2 separate regions of the Mus musculus genome follow, and region 1 is linked to region 2. Evidence: chromatin contacts called from public HiChIP or PLAC-seq data. All regions are on one chromosome and are shown on one strand. The core of a region is the stretch at or near the end of the contact, and the rest is flanking DNA. Distances in the headings are between cores, read along the strand shown. Region 1 overlaps Gm30568 (a long non-coding RNA gene). Region 2 overlaps Gm39683 (a long non-coding RNA gene).

Region 1 (7,417 bases), core at 1,731-4,230, 300 kb after region 2:
TCTCCTTGAAGTTGTTTGCCAGTGTGTGTTCTGCCCACTAAGGTCACCTGTGTTTTCTTATTGGCCCAAGGCAGCTGAAATAGCACATCCCATTCCCAGTTGGCTCATAGATATTAATTGGTTAGCTCTGGGGTGGACCCATGACCCCAGAAGCAGCTCATAAGAATCTAGATTCTTGACAAAATGAAAATAAGTTTTTTCTTTTGAGACAGGGTCTCATGTATTCCAGGCTGTCGTGGATCTCACCATATCCCAGGAAAGCACTGGACTTCTGCCCCTCCTCATCTGCCTCCCGAAGGACTGGGATTGCAGGCAGGTGCCACCATGCTGACGTTGGAGATGAACCTCAGGACTTTGTGAATGCTAGGAAAGTGTTTTATGACTTGAGCTATATAATAATTTGTATTTTTTAAGTTAAAAGTTTTTACAAAGACTTTCTAAGAACATATTAACAGGTTCTTGACAGAGCTCAAATAGGCCTGAGCTCTTTATGGGAGAGAGCTGAGGCCAGAGAGCTTCCCAGGGTGTGTGTGTGTCTGTGCATGCACATGTGTGCATATGTGTGTAGGTGCTTGTGTGTATGCTTGTATGCTTATGTGTATAAGTGTGCCTGTGTATGTATGTATGTGTATGTATGTATGTGTATGTGTGAGTGCGTGTGTATGTGTGTGTATATATGTGTATGTATGTGTGTGTATGTGTGTATGTATGTATATGTGTAAATGTGTGTATTTATGTGTGTGTATGTATGTATGTGTGTGTGTATATGTGTGTGTGTGTGTATGTATGTATGTGTGTGTATGTGTGTGTGTGTTTAGGGCTCTGGGTGGGTGGGAGCCTAGTTATTAAGGTCACAGCAGACATCAAGTCTGGAGCCAGAGATCTCTGCTCTTCTTCTCACCCCACAGCCTGCTGGGACCTTGAGGTATGCCATTATTAGCAGCATTGACTTAAATATCATTAAGCTGAGCTGCGTGCCTCAGGTGCACTTGTGAAAGGCACTAAAAGTGAAGAAGAAACTTCCTTTTCAGATCTTTTCCTGTTTAGTAATATGTATTTTATTGACACAGATACACATAGAAAAGGGCTCAACATAAACACCCAGCTTAGTGCATACTTATAAAAAGAAAACACACAAAGCCACAACCAGACCAAGGGACAGAACAATCCCATTGTGCAGAAGTCCATTGTATATTTCCCTCAGCCGCTTCCTCTTTTCTCCTTCTTGAAGTCACCAGCATCCTGGCTTTTAGCATAGTGACCCCCTTTGCTCTCTTCCCAGCCCAGTGCACATGCCGAAACAGAAGAGGTGTCTTAGTCAGGGTTTCTCTTCCTGCACAAACATCATGACTAAGAAGCAAGTTGGGAAGGAAAGGGTTTATTCAGCTTACACTTCCACATTGCTGTTCATCACCAAAGGAAGTCAGGCAGGAACTCACCCAGGGCAGGAACCTAGAGGCAGGAGCTGATGCAGAGGCCATGGAGGGATGCTGCTTACTGGCTTGCTTCCCCTGGCTTGCTCAGCCTGCTCTCTTATAGAACCAAGACTACCAACCCAGGGGATGGCACCACCCACAAGGGGTCCTCCCACCCTTGATCACTAATTGAGAAAATGCCTTACAGCTGGATCTCATGGAGGCATTACCTGAAGGGAGGCTCCTTTCTCTGTGATAACTCCAGCTTGTGTCAACTTGACACACAAAGCCAGCCAGTAGGAGAGGTTAGCTTTGTTAGCTTGATGTGTTCAGTCAAGGCTTACAGCTTTGCTCATCATTGAGCGGGTCTGGCTCTGACCCTTTCTATGTGAGCAGGCACACAGCTGTCTCCAGTTTGTGGGATTTGTGAGCTGTGCTCTTGTCAGCACACTTTGTGCTGAAGCCTTCCACTAGTTAAGTAGACACACTCACTTCCGGGGCATTTCCCTACAGTGGACACAGGACAAGTCACGCCTTAGTGCAGTGGTTCTCAACCTCCCTCATGCTGCGACCCTTTAATACAGACCCTCATGTGGTGGTGACCCCCCCAACCATAAAATTATTTCTTTGCTACTCCGTAATTGTGATTTTGCTGCTGTTATGAACCATAATGTGTTTTCCAATAGTCTTAGGCTACCCATGTGAAAGGGGCATTTGAACATTACTTTGATCACAGCCTGCAGGTTGAGAATCACTGCCTTAGGGCAACTTACCAATATGCGCAAGTGTTTACCAAAATTCTTTCTTCAACTTAAACTCTCCAGGGATTCCCAACACCCTGCATCCTTCGCTCTTGCCATTACCAAACTTGAGCATGTCCAGGGCTCAGGTGCACTGCTGTAGTCTCATGCTGGGCACAATTTGCACTCCGCTGCCTCCTGAGTGAAATCAGAAGAGTTCCTACTGCTTATCGGCCACCTGACTTCCTCTCGTGTTATGGGTCTGTTGAGTATTTTTGGCTGTTTTCCTGTTACAGAATTAAACCTTTTTTCTTTTGATGAAATTTTGTCTTCATTAAAATTACACTGGAGAGAAAAGCGCGCCTGACTTCTGAGTGTCACCTGCTCGCCTGATTACTGTGTGTGGCTGAAGGTAAATCTGTAAAGCACACGATAGATTATTTTTATACTTCAAGTCTCTGAAAAGATAACAATGGAGGCTCCCAGAAACATAGCCGTCCAGGTCATTTTTTTTTCTTATCTCCATTTCCCAACTCCCTCATTTCCCTATATTTTCCTAGAGAACAAACATACGCCTCCACACCACCATCTTTTGTTAAGATCACCAAGCATTCAGAAAGCAATTTGCTATTCTGCAGGGTGGCTCTCATGCTGTGCTTTATGCATTATTATGAGCTGGCTCAAGGCGACTAAGGAATTGCCTGCAGTGTCTATGCCCTCCACGGCTGAGATAACATTAACTAAAGACTATACATACACCTCCGGTGGCGAATTCCTCCTAGCAAAAATGAATTGACAGCTCGCAGAGCCCTGGGCTGTAGCTTTTTGCTCCCCTTATCTGCTTTAGACACCTGGGAATGAGCTCACTGGCAAGGAACGAAGCCCATACCATCTACCATTACATAAATTATTCAGTTATCTGTGATGTCCTTGTAACATGAGAACCCCTATTAAAAAAATAAATAGCTACAGTGCTTACAGAGGCCCATGTCTGCTATTTATAGCCTTGATGGATGCTGCTTTGAATAAACCTTACTAGAATTCCCGGATACTGTGAGGATAGATGCAGGCGTTTCATTCTAAGGTGCTTGCTGCATGCATGTGTGTATGCCGCTGCGTGGGGCACACGTACTACATAGAACAGAGAGAGCCCGAGCAGACGCGGCTTATTTGTTAAGCTCCTTCTTATTTTTCTTATATTTTGAAAATTGAAATAAGGACAAACAGGTTACAAGTCCCCGACATTTACCATGGTGTGTGTTCTCCATTGTATTCAGGCAACGGGGTCCCTGCTTTTTAAAAAAGAGCGACCTTTATTTTTCTGTTAAGAATGCCAGATGTCTGTCATAGTCAAATAGGGGCCTGGGACACTGGGCTTCCTAATTATCTCTACTGAACGCAGGATGGAGCTTGAGTTACCCAGAGTCAAGGCCTCCTGCAGATCAGAGCAAGGCAGCTGGTTTATCTGATTCTTCATTCTGGTAAATCCAGAAAAGAAATACGCACATGTCTTTTTTTTTCTTCATAATTTAATTAGTTGTTTTTTATCTATTATAGTGCTAAGGATTGAATACGTATACATGTTGGTTAAGATAAGTACCTGGCCCACTAAAGTCCCCTCAGTCCCCTCATAGCTTAACTTAAATTTTTTTCCTTTTTATTTTGAATTCTGTGTCTGTGTGAGTCTGTACATGTGAAGAAGGGTACCTATAGAAGCCAGAGGTGACCCTCTTGAGCAGTTGTTCTAAACTTTCCTAATGCTGAGACCCTTTAATACAGTTCCTCACGTGTGGTGACCCCCAACCAATACATAGCATTATTTTTGTTGCTACTTCACGACTGAAATTTTGCTACTGTGATGAATCATAATGTAAGATATCTGTGTTTTCCAATGGTCTTAGGTGACCCCTGTGAAACCATCATTTGGTTTCCCAAGAGGGTTGTGTACTGGCTGGCTTTGTGTCAACTTTACCGAAGCTGGAGTTATCACAGAGAAAGGAGCTTCAGTTGAGGAAATGCCTCCATGAGATGCAGCTGTAAGGCATTTTCTCAATTAGTGATCAAGGGTGGGAGGGCCCCTTGTGGGTGGTGCCATCCCTGGGCTGGTAGTCTTGGGTTCTATAAGAGAGCAGGCTGAGCAAGCCAGGGAAGCAAGCCAGTAAGTAACATCCCTTCGTGGCCTCTGCAGTCAGCTCCTGCTTCCTGACCTGCTTGAGTTCCAGTCCTGACTCCCTGTGGTGATGCATAGCAGTGTGGGAAGTGTAAGCTGAGTAAACCCTTTCCTCCCCAGCTTGCTTCTTGGCCATGGTGTTTGTGCAGGAATAGAAACCCTGACTAAGGCAGGTTGTGACCCACAGATTGAGAGCCATTGCTCTAGAGCTAGGGCTCCAGGCAGTTGTAAGTCACCTGGCGTGGCTGTTAGGACTGACCTCTGGGTCCTTTGCAAGGACAGTACACGTTTGATGCACACACACTCACACACATGCATCATCACACATACAGAACATGCATACACACATTCATACCACGCATACACATGAAAATGAAAAAAAAAAACTTATGCTTCTTCCAAATTCCAATGACATTCTTCACAGAAGTAGGAAGAAAAATCCTAAAATGTATCCAGAGACACAAAGAACCAAGCAGCCAAAGAGTCCTGAACAACATATGAAAGGTGTCACTTCACCTAACTTCAAACAAGATGACAGAGTCACAGAAACAGAGTGATCCTGTTTCTATGACACATAGACACATAGACATATAGAAAAATGGAACAGAAGAAAATCCTTCAAGAAGCCTAAAATAGCACAGCCTTGGACAAACACTCAGCAATAAAAAGGGGAGAAACTTTGATATGTGAAAAAAGTTGGGTGGACTTCAGTGAAAACCAGGTAACAACATACAGTGACAAAAGGTTACATATTCTACTTTGTCATGTATATGAATGATATCTTTAGGTTTTTGAGAGTCTTGCAGTGTTGCCCCGGCTAGCCTCAAAATTCTGGGCTCCTGTATTCTAAGAAGCTGAGATTATACATATGTACCATATGTATATATACATACGTGCCATATGTATATACATGTGCCCCATTTATATGGCATCCTGAAATAACAGTGTTAGGATGAGAGAGCAAAGGTTAGCAATCAATAGGAGCTGAAGCTGGAGGATGGAGGCATCAACAAAAGGAAAATAAACTAACATAAGAATGAGAAATATTGATACACACAATTTGTCATAAAATAATTACGGCTAAGTACATGTTTGCGTGCACACACATATGAATATATAGGGTGCCATGACACCTGATTGAGATCTATGTATTGTACCAGTGTCAATATCTTGACTGTGATATATATGGTTTATAGGTTTTAAGATGTCATCACTGGGAATAAGCTGGGTGAAGAGCAATGGCATCATCTCCATTACCTCTTACAGCTGAGTTTATGGCTATTTTAAAATATGACACCTGAGCCTGGTGGTAGTGGTGTATGCCTTTAATCCCAGCACTGGGAAGATAGAGACAGGTGGATCTCTGAGTTGGAGACCAAACTGGACTTCGGAGTTCCAGGACAGGCAGGGCTGGTTACAAAGAGAAACCTGGTCTCAAAAAAAGAAACAATGAAAACAGAAACAAAAAACTCACAGCAAACAAACAAATAAACCCAAAACACACACACACACACACATCTGAGTTTCCAGGTAACATGGATACAGCTGCACCAGGAGAGCCCCTTTCTGCCCTGGTAATTTATTAAAATGACTGTGGTTCCTGGTGGTTCTAAAGACACACTGCCCTTATCCAGGTGTCATTTTGAAGACCCAGACAATAGAGTTTGTGGTGTTTGAAGAGGAATGGCCCCCATAGACTTATGTATTTAAATGCTTGGTCCATAGGGAGTGACACTATTAGGAAGTGTGGCCTTGATGGAAGAAGTGTGTCACTGTGGAGGTGGGCTTTGAGATCTTATATATGCTTAAGCTATGTCTAGTGTAACACAGTCTCCTGCTGCTGCCTGCAGATCAAGATGTATATCTATAGGCTCCTCCAGTATCACGTCTGCCTGAATGGTGCCATGCATCCTACTATGATGATAATGGACTGAACCTCTAAAACTGTAAGCCAGCCCCAGTTATATGTTTTCCTTTACGAGAGTGGCCTTGGTCATGGTGTCTCTTCACAGCAATGAAAAGACAAGTGTTATCTTTGAGAATGAAAGGGATCCTTTGATAAAAAGTCTGTGTTTTATATTTCAAACATGTGAATGCCCAGATGGAGCAAAGGGCCAGTACACCATAGACATCTATGGGAATATTTGCACAGAGTCATATGAAGAGGACCCTACCAGTGAGAAATCAAAATGGCAGCCCACTGTGGGGAATTAAGGACAATGGATTAATGCAGGAGTACTGTGTGAACACACCACCAACCAAGGGTTCTTTTAACATGAATCCCTCAAAACCAGTGGTCCCTGCCCAACACAAGTGGATTTGACCCTAAAGACTTTGGAGAAAGGAGATGATGACACAGTTTGATTGGAATTGTCTTACAGAACGCTAATTTCAATAAAATTTTAAAATGGCTAACTAAAAATAGTTAAACTTGATTTTTTTTCCTTATCCAAGATCTGTTAATTATACTGGACAGAAGAAAATTCCAAGTATAACAGTTCAAGAAAGATCTGTGGGGAAGCCTGAAAATGTTCCAAGGAGAAGACAGGGGCATCTGGGACTCTCTCTGTGTCTCTCTGTCTCTGTCTCTCCCTGTGTCTCTGTCTGTCTTTGTCTCTCTCTCTCCCCCTGTATGCACATGTGTTCATGCACATGCATAAGCAATGCCAATACACAGGTATGTGTATAGGGGGTATCAGAACAAGTCATTTAGGGGTACCAGAGTTGAAGAGTAAGCTCTTGTCATTGCAATGGGGAGGCTCCCGACTATGAAGTAAGTAAGGAGCAGATGGCCTCTCCCTTTGAGAACCCTGAGGTCCAACCATGAGTTTAGTGCCTCAAACATCCACCATTAGATAGAGCTAAAATTACTCCAGCTGCTGGAATCGAGTCCTGTGTTTTTGTAATGAACTCAAACTGCACACAGAACAGTGGGTTCTCTCTGGGTGGCTGTGAATGCTCTATATTAGCGAGCAGACTTCAATTGGGCTTCTGTTTGATCAGAACTACAGTTTCATTGACACCCTCTCTGGAGTGTGTCCTCTGAGCACCGTGACAGGGAGCCCCAGCTGAACCGGAAGCTCATCTGGTAT
Region 2 (6,879 bases), core at 1,720-4,219:
CGTCTTATGGCACATATGTCCCCTCTCATGGATGAAGTAACTCTGATTGGGTCAAGAGAGCATGGGTAAGACATATGCACTCCTTACTGGTTCTGTTCACTGTGTACTCAAAAATGGCCAGCTCTAATTAAGATGACTTCAGTTCCCAGTTCCTGCCACAAGACCCATAAAAGCCCATGGCAGGGCAACATGGGGTTTCCATCTGTGGAGCCCCTCTCATTTTCACTCTTGGGATTCTGGGTTGTTTTTTTTGTTGTTGTTGTTGTTGTTAATTAATTAATTAATTATAATAATAATAATTATTATTCTTTAATTCTTTTTACATCCAGTCATTATCCCCCTCCCAGTCCACCCTCTGACTGTTCCTCATTCCATTCCTCTCCCGCTCTCCTCCTCCTATGCCCCCCCATCTCCAAGAGGATGTCCCTACCCCACCCCACCCCATCCCACCAGACCTCCCCACTCCCTGGGCCCTCAACCTCAAGTCTTTCAAGAGTTAGGTGCATCTTCCCTGACTGAGTCCAGACCCGGCAGTCCTCTGCTGTATATGTGTCTGGGGCCTCATATCAGCTGGTGTATGCTGCCTGGTTGGTGGCTCAGTGTCTGAGAGATCTCGGGGGGGTGGTGGGGGGGTGGGGTGGGGGAGGTCCGGGTTAGTTGAGACTGCTGGTCTTCCTATGTGACTGCCCTCCTCCTCAGCTTCTTCCAGCCTTTCCCTAATTCAACCACTGAGGTCCCCAGCCTCTGTCCATTGGTTGGGTGCTAGTATCTGCATCTGACTCTTTCAGCTGCTTGTTGGGCCTCTCATAGGGCAGCCATGCTAGGCTCCTGTCTGTAATGGTTTGTTTTTCTTCTGCTATGATAAAGCATTGACCTAAAGCAACCTCGGGGTGGGGCTTGGGGGAGAAAGGGTTTATGTGACTTACAAGCTGCAGTTCATTTTCAAGGGAGGCAACGGTGGAAACTCAGGCAGGGACTGAAGCAGAGGCCGTGGAAGAACCTGCTACTGGCTTAGCCCTATGGCTTGCTCAGCCTGTGTTCTTATTCAGCCCAGACCTGGCTGCTTAGGGATGGATTCGGCACATTAGGCTGAGCCCTCTTACATCAAATAGCAATTAAGAAAATTCCTCACAAGGAGAGGCCCTTGGGGCCTGAGGGTGTTCGATGCCACGGTGTAGGGGAATGCCAGGGTGGGAGGACAGGAGTGGGTAGGTGGGAAGCACTCTCATAGAGGCAGGGGGAGGGGGAATGGGATAGGGGGTTTCCAAAGGGGAGACCTGGAAAGGGAAAAACATTTGAAATGTAAATAAAGAAAATATTCAATAAAAAAAAATTTCCCACAAGTCAATCCGATGGCGGCAATCCTTCAGTTGAGAGTCCCTCCCTCTTCCTGGGTGACTCTAGGTTTGTGTCACCTTGAAACCAACTTTTCCTTAATAAATCTGTGTCCACTATGCCTACTGCTCAACTGTGGTTCCTGCTTCTCCTTGGGTTTGAGACAAGGAACTTGGGATCCACTGACTCTGGGTGGCCGTGGTTATTATCTGATTGTCAGGGATCCTAGCGACCCAGCTAAACTCCGAGAGCAGCAACAGGCTCTTCTCTCAGTAAACAGATGTCAGTTTCACAAATGGTAACCAATTCAAAAACAGAAAAACTGTGATGCGATGTTTATAGTGAAAACAAGGTTTAATGCCAGCTAATTTCTTTATTATTTCTGGGGTATGTGGAGCATCTTAAATGTCATCTAGAAAGTACAATGTACAGCAAAATATAATCTTTAGTTGAAAATTTTCATTTTATAACAATGAATTTACCTTTTGTCTCCTTAAAGGGAGCTTGTATACTTTAATTTTTTTCTGAAGACAGGTTTTTATATTTTGTTGTAAGTGTCCCCTCACTCCTGCCCCAGCTTTTGTATTTTTGTATTTTTAAAGCCAAACTACACAACTTTCAGTGTGAAAGACACCAAAACTAACAAAAATAAACAGAGAAAGGGACTTTCTGGGTAACAAAGGGAATGTAAGACACCAAAAACCCCAACCCAACCCAAACCAAAACAAGCAAAAGAAACCCCTGAACCATTAAAATAATTACAGTGATGCCCAGAAAGATCACAGTCCAGTTTTCCCTTCTTTTCTTTTCTTTCTTTTTAAAATTTTTTAGTTTTTTTCTATTGTTCTTTTGGTGTTTTGGGAGAGTCTGACTATGTAGATTAGGGCTGGTCTCTAACTTACAGATATCCATCTGTTTTTGAGTTACCATGTCCAGCTTAAGGCACAGCATTTCGTTTTGTTTTGTGTTTTTAAAGGGGAAAGGTGCCATTTAAAGAAATGGATACAACTGCATAAGAAGCCAGTCTTGGAAACTACTAACAGTTTTATCCCACTGGGGACTGTAAATACCAATTGTGGAAATCTCCTAGGAGTAAAACAAAAAACAAACAAACAAAAATCAAAGTAATGGAAAAAAAGAAAGGTCAAAGGTCATCCTGCAGGCGTTTCAGTGGGAAAGACCAGAGAATGAGCGCACATAATCAATTAAGCATACTAGAAAGCATTTCAGTGCCACGTTCATAAATCACTGGTCCAAAGGCATGGCGGAGAAATGAGGCCCACAGCCAGGTACTTAATCTTGAGTTGTCAGAGCATCGAGAACGCAGAGATGAGCTGGGTAAGGAGAAGTCACATACAAAGCGCAGGGATGAGGACAAAGGCGGCACACAAACCAGGGCACGAGGAACAGTGCCTTCAGAGTGATCGATCCCTTCGCCTTTTTGCACAGGACCGTACTAAACAGTAACTCCACCAAAATGAAGTGTAGGCCGAGGCAGAGAGAATTAGGATCAAAAAGGAACTGAAAGGAAGCATAGCGGGTTCCATAGCAAGGAGATGAGAGCTTGCTACGGTGGTTTGAATAAGAAATGAGCTAGCTCCACGGTCCTGCATTTGAACATCTCGTCTCCAGTTGGTGGCGCTGTTTGGGGAGCTTTAGCCGGTGCAGCGGTGGGGCTGGGATCGGTGGAGGAGGGCTTTGAGCTTAAAGCCTTGCAAAGTTTCAGTTTGCCCTCTCTGCTTATGTTTATAGCTAAGTATGTAAGCTCTCAGCTTCCTGGTCCTGCAGCCCCACTTAACCCTTGCCAGGCAGCTCATAACTACTGTAACTCCAGCTTTCTGTATTCTTGATGCTAATACCTGGCTGTGGGTCTCATTTCTCCACAATGCCTTCGGTTGCTTTGAATGGTGTCTTATGGAAGCAATTAAAGAAAATAAATCATCCTCTGAAGAGAGCGATGTTTGGAGAAAAAAATTAAAGCATCCCGCTGTGGTTTGAGTCATCATGGGGGGGGGGAGGTGGCATGGGGAGAGATGAATGATAAACTACACGGAGAATAAAGCAAAACAACAACAGCAGGTATTCTTTTAAATTGAGCTTCATTTGTACTTTTCATATACGTATGTGGCCGTGTCTCTCTTCTGCCCTAGGTTTGGGGGTGTCCTGAGAGGTCAGATCCCCTGGATCTGAAGTTGTAAGAAGTTATGAGCTGCCTGCCACAGGTGCTGGGACCTGAACTCTGTTCCTCTTGAAGAGCATCAAGCGATCATAACCGCGATCTAACCGCTGAGTCATTTCTCTAGTCCCACAAAGGCAGTCTCTAAGGCGGGTATGGGGTAGAGGTGGGGACTCTAAAGAAAGGAAATGAGTCTGGATTTAACATGGAGTAGTATTTGCCCAGAAACAATAAAAGTACTAAATATTGGTTATTATTTTTTGGCATTACTTTTTGATTGATATGTAGTAATTATATGCATTTTGGCATGGCTTATTTTAATACAGTGTATGCTGAATATTTAATTTTTTTCTATTTTTAACTTTAAAATGTTTTAATTTTTGGTTTGGGAGCTGGTTCAGTCCATAATGGCCTTGTCCAAGTGCAGGGACTTGGGCTGGCGTCCTAAGCATGCACTTGAAAAATCAAGTCAGACAGGAGAGTGTACGCCTATAATCCCATTGCCAGAGCCAGTGGTGGAGACAGGAGGATTCCTAGGACTTGCTGTATAGCCAGGCTAACTGAAATAGCAACCTCTGGTTCTGAGTGAGATCCTGTGTCAAATAAGGTGGGGGTTAACTGAGGAAGACTTCTGGTATTGACCTCTGGCCTCTACAGGCCGACACCCACAGATGTACTGCACACTTCTCTCTCTCTCTCTCTCTCTCTCTCTCTCTCTCTCTCTCTCTCTCTCTCTCACACACACACACACACACACACACACGTTGTAGTCTGTTAAAATGCATAACTAATCATGTCAGACTCTGTTGCTCTTTTGTGCTACAAAACATTAGATTGGCACCAACTGTGGTTTGAAACCGTTCTCCACTCTCTACTGTCGAACAGCTGATTGTTAAGTGGGCCAGTGGAAGTGTGTGTGTGTGTATGTGTGTATACACATGTGAGCATGTGTCTGGGGATCAGAAAAGTATATATGTAAAAGAGATGAATCTTCGCCTTTTCTGGTGACAGTCAATAAAGAGTGTCTAAAATGAAAATTAGATCAAGATTAATAGCCTTTTAAAATGTGTAGTTAAAGTTTTAAGAATGGGTAAGGAAATACAGGAGGTTGCCCTCAGAGTCAGAGTCTCTGAGGGAAAGTACTCGCTGCACTGTTGTTTGTATTTTATGCTTTTAAGTAATTCTTAACTTCGGAAACTATGAAATTATGCATAACTGTATAACACTATAAAAATCAATGCCAGTTGTTCAACATCTCTGCTTCCCTTCAGTTTTATATTGTACTACCCTCTGCCCCCCTGGCCCACTGAGTTCACAGGCATCTAAGACAGTGTCAGACTCACCTGAAATCTACCAGAAACAACCAGAAAACTATCTCTCTCCCCACTTCTAGGAGAGAAGCTGCCAGCCAGCAGCTTGGCGGTAGGGTGAGCCTCCACCTTGCTTCTGAGCTGGGAGCGCCTTCCAGATTCAGTGCTTTTTCCAAATCAGAACAGAAACCCTAACTCTCCACTCCTGGCCCCCAAGCTGACCAAAGTGACTTTGCAGGAATAGTCATTAAACTGGAGGAACCTACAAAAGGAGAACCATGCACAGCCCTAAACCACAAGGCTTCTTCGATTGCTTTTGTCCTTCGGAGACAGCAGAATGGATGGGCTGCCCTGGGAGACCTGGCAGATGGGAAACTCGTTAGAGATGCAAGCTTCAGAGAGAAGGACCCGTGTATGTCAGGAGTTTGGGGGGTATTCACTGTTGCCTGGAAACCAGAGACCAAATAGGAAACAGGAAGCCCCGGGAGAAGAGAAGAAGGAATACTTGAGCTTCGTTTCCAGAGGTGAGGGCTGCCTGCCAAGGCCCGAGGGCAGCTCTGTGCCTTATTTCTCCTCCAGCCTCAGACAATCAGCACTATTTCCCCTGGCTCCCACTCCTTCCCAGCCTCTCTTTGCACCTCTTAGAGTCTAGGTGAGCCTGTAATGGTGTCCGAGGACATATTTGTGTGTGTGTGTGTGTGTGTGTGCGTGCACGTGCACGCACTGAGCCTTGGGCCATTTTCTGGAAGAAGTCTCTGACGAAACTGACAGTCTAATAGAAAAATTGCCTCACCTCTGGGTTTCTTGCAGCTGTTTGGCTACTCGGGCCATGGACTCCCAGGTCTATCTGTGTGACCCTGGGTGAGGCAGGGTCTGTCTGAGTTTGTCCTAGAAACTGCAGCTGGAGCAGTGTTTGGCCAAGTTGGAAGAATTCCTAGCGTACAAGGGAGCACAGAGCATAAAACCCGAATGACCTCTATTCTGGGAACCTGCTGAACACACCAAATAGGTCCTTTACTGAGGTACACACAGGCCTAGCTAAAAAGGGTCACTCAATGGGCCATTCTGGTTCAGAGCATGGTCTTCATTGTCTCGTACATCTGTCTGTCACTCCAAATGCAGGTGGAACCTCTTCCTTATTCCCATCTTGGGAGCCAGATTATTGTACCCACACCATGGGTATTTTTTTGGAGTTAGCACCTGTGCACTTGAAAGTTTGGGAGGAGGGTATGAACTTGGGGATCAGGCAGACTGATCCCCATCACTGAAGCTGGGACAGCTTTGCCTCAGCTTCTTCATTTAGAGACCCATGGGAATCCTATGGGTTCAGTGAGGCCATGAGGATTTGGGTATTTGAAATCTGGGTCTTGAATAGACATGGCTCCAGAGAGGATATACAAATGGTCAACAAGCATCTAACCAGGGTAAAACCAGCGGAAAAATACAGCCCCATACCTACACGAATGTCTATAGCAATGAAAAAGGAAAGGAGACCGTGATGGGCGTTGCAAGGCTGTATGGAGCCTCTGTACACCGAGGGGAGAAATAGAAATGCAGCTGTGGGGGAAAGGCTGGCGTCTGTGATCTCCATCTCCACGTCCCCAGTGGGCCACCAAGCCAGGTTTGGTGCTCCTCTGAACATTGCATCTCCAGTTGGTGGTGCTGTTTGGGGAGCTTTAGCCAGTGCGGCAGTCGGGGAGGGCTTTGAAGTTAAAGCCTCTCTAAGTTTGTAGTGAGGATGTGAGTGCTCAGCTTCCTGCTCCTGCAGCCACACTTGCCTCTTGTTGCCACGTGCCTCTCTACCATGATGGACTGTAAGTCCTTGAACTGTAAGCCTGATTTAACCCTTCGATAAGTTGCCCCTTTCATCTGCATCTCTGGCCACCTGGTCCTCTCTCTTTCTTGGTTTCTTTATATTGAAGAAAATGGCATAACTGTGTATTCTAACAACAACAACAACAACAAAATCAGTCTTCCCTCACACATTCTCTCTGTTCCTTTCTCCTCTGCTACTTACTGTCACCTAATGTCCAACCCTTCCATATTGTGAATACCTCC

What was found. HiChIP or PLAC-seq counts read pairs in DNA pulled down with a chosen protein or histone mark.
Region 1: an H3K4me3 HiChIP or PLAC-seq map of embryonic hindbrain shows a contact between it and region 2, with 4 times the contacts expected there. The contact joins two enhancer-like sites. A contact is called at or near these places in 1 of 15 datasets of contacts at CTCF or cohesin (the NIH/3T3 cell line), 6 of 484 Hi-C or Micro-C datasets (the G1E-ER4 cell line, the MC38 cell line, bone marrow-derived macrophages and 2 more) and 13 of 115 datasets of contacts at active chromatin or transcription factors (the HPC-7 cell line, bone marrow-derived dendritic cells, bone marrow-derived macrophages and 9 more).

What each region holds. Positions count from the first base shown.
Region 1 is chr1:157,052,526-157,059,942 of GRCm38.p6, forward strand. Gm30568 (a long non-coding RNA gene) reads right to left here. Exons shown (of 3, transcript XR_373631.2): 3 at 6,936-7,417. Among named protein-coding and RNA genes, the nearest start is that of Gm30568, 25 kb to the right of the region's middle. Within about 2 kb of position 2,981, at least 49 of the 459 cell types and tissues checked have an H3K27ac peak or open chromatin away from gene starts, as enhancers often do. A contact at or near this core is called in the G1E-ER4 cell line, where this site is marked.
Region 2 is chr1:156,749,577-156,756,455 of GRCm38.p6, forward strand. It overlaps Gm39683 (a long non-coding RNA gene), which reads left to right. Exons shown (of 3, transcript XR_865660.1): 2 at 1-65; 3 at 3,486-3,685. Among named protein-coding and RNA genes, the nearest start is that of Gm39683, 8.6 kb to the left of the region's middle. Within about 2 kb of position 2,970, at least 79 of the 459 cell types and tissues checked have an H3K27ac peak or open chromatin away from gene starts, as enhancers often do. A contact at or near this core is called in the G1E-ER4 cell line, where this site is marked.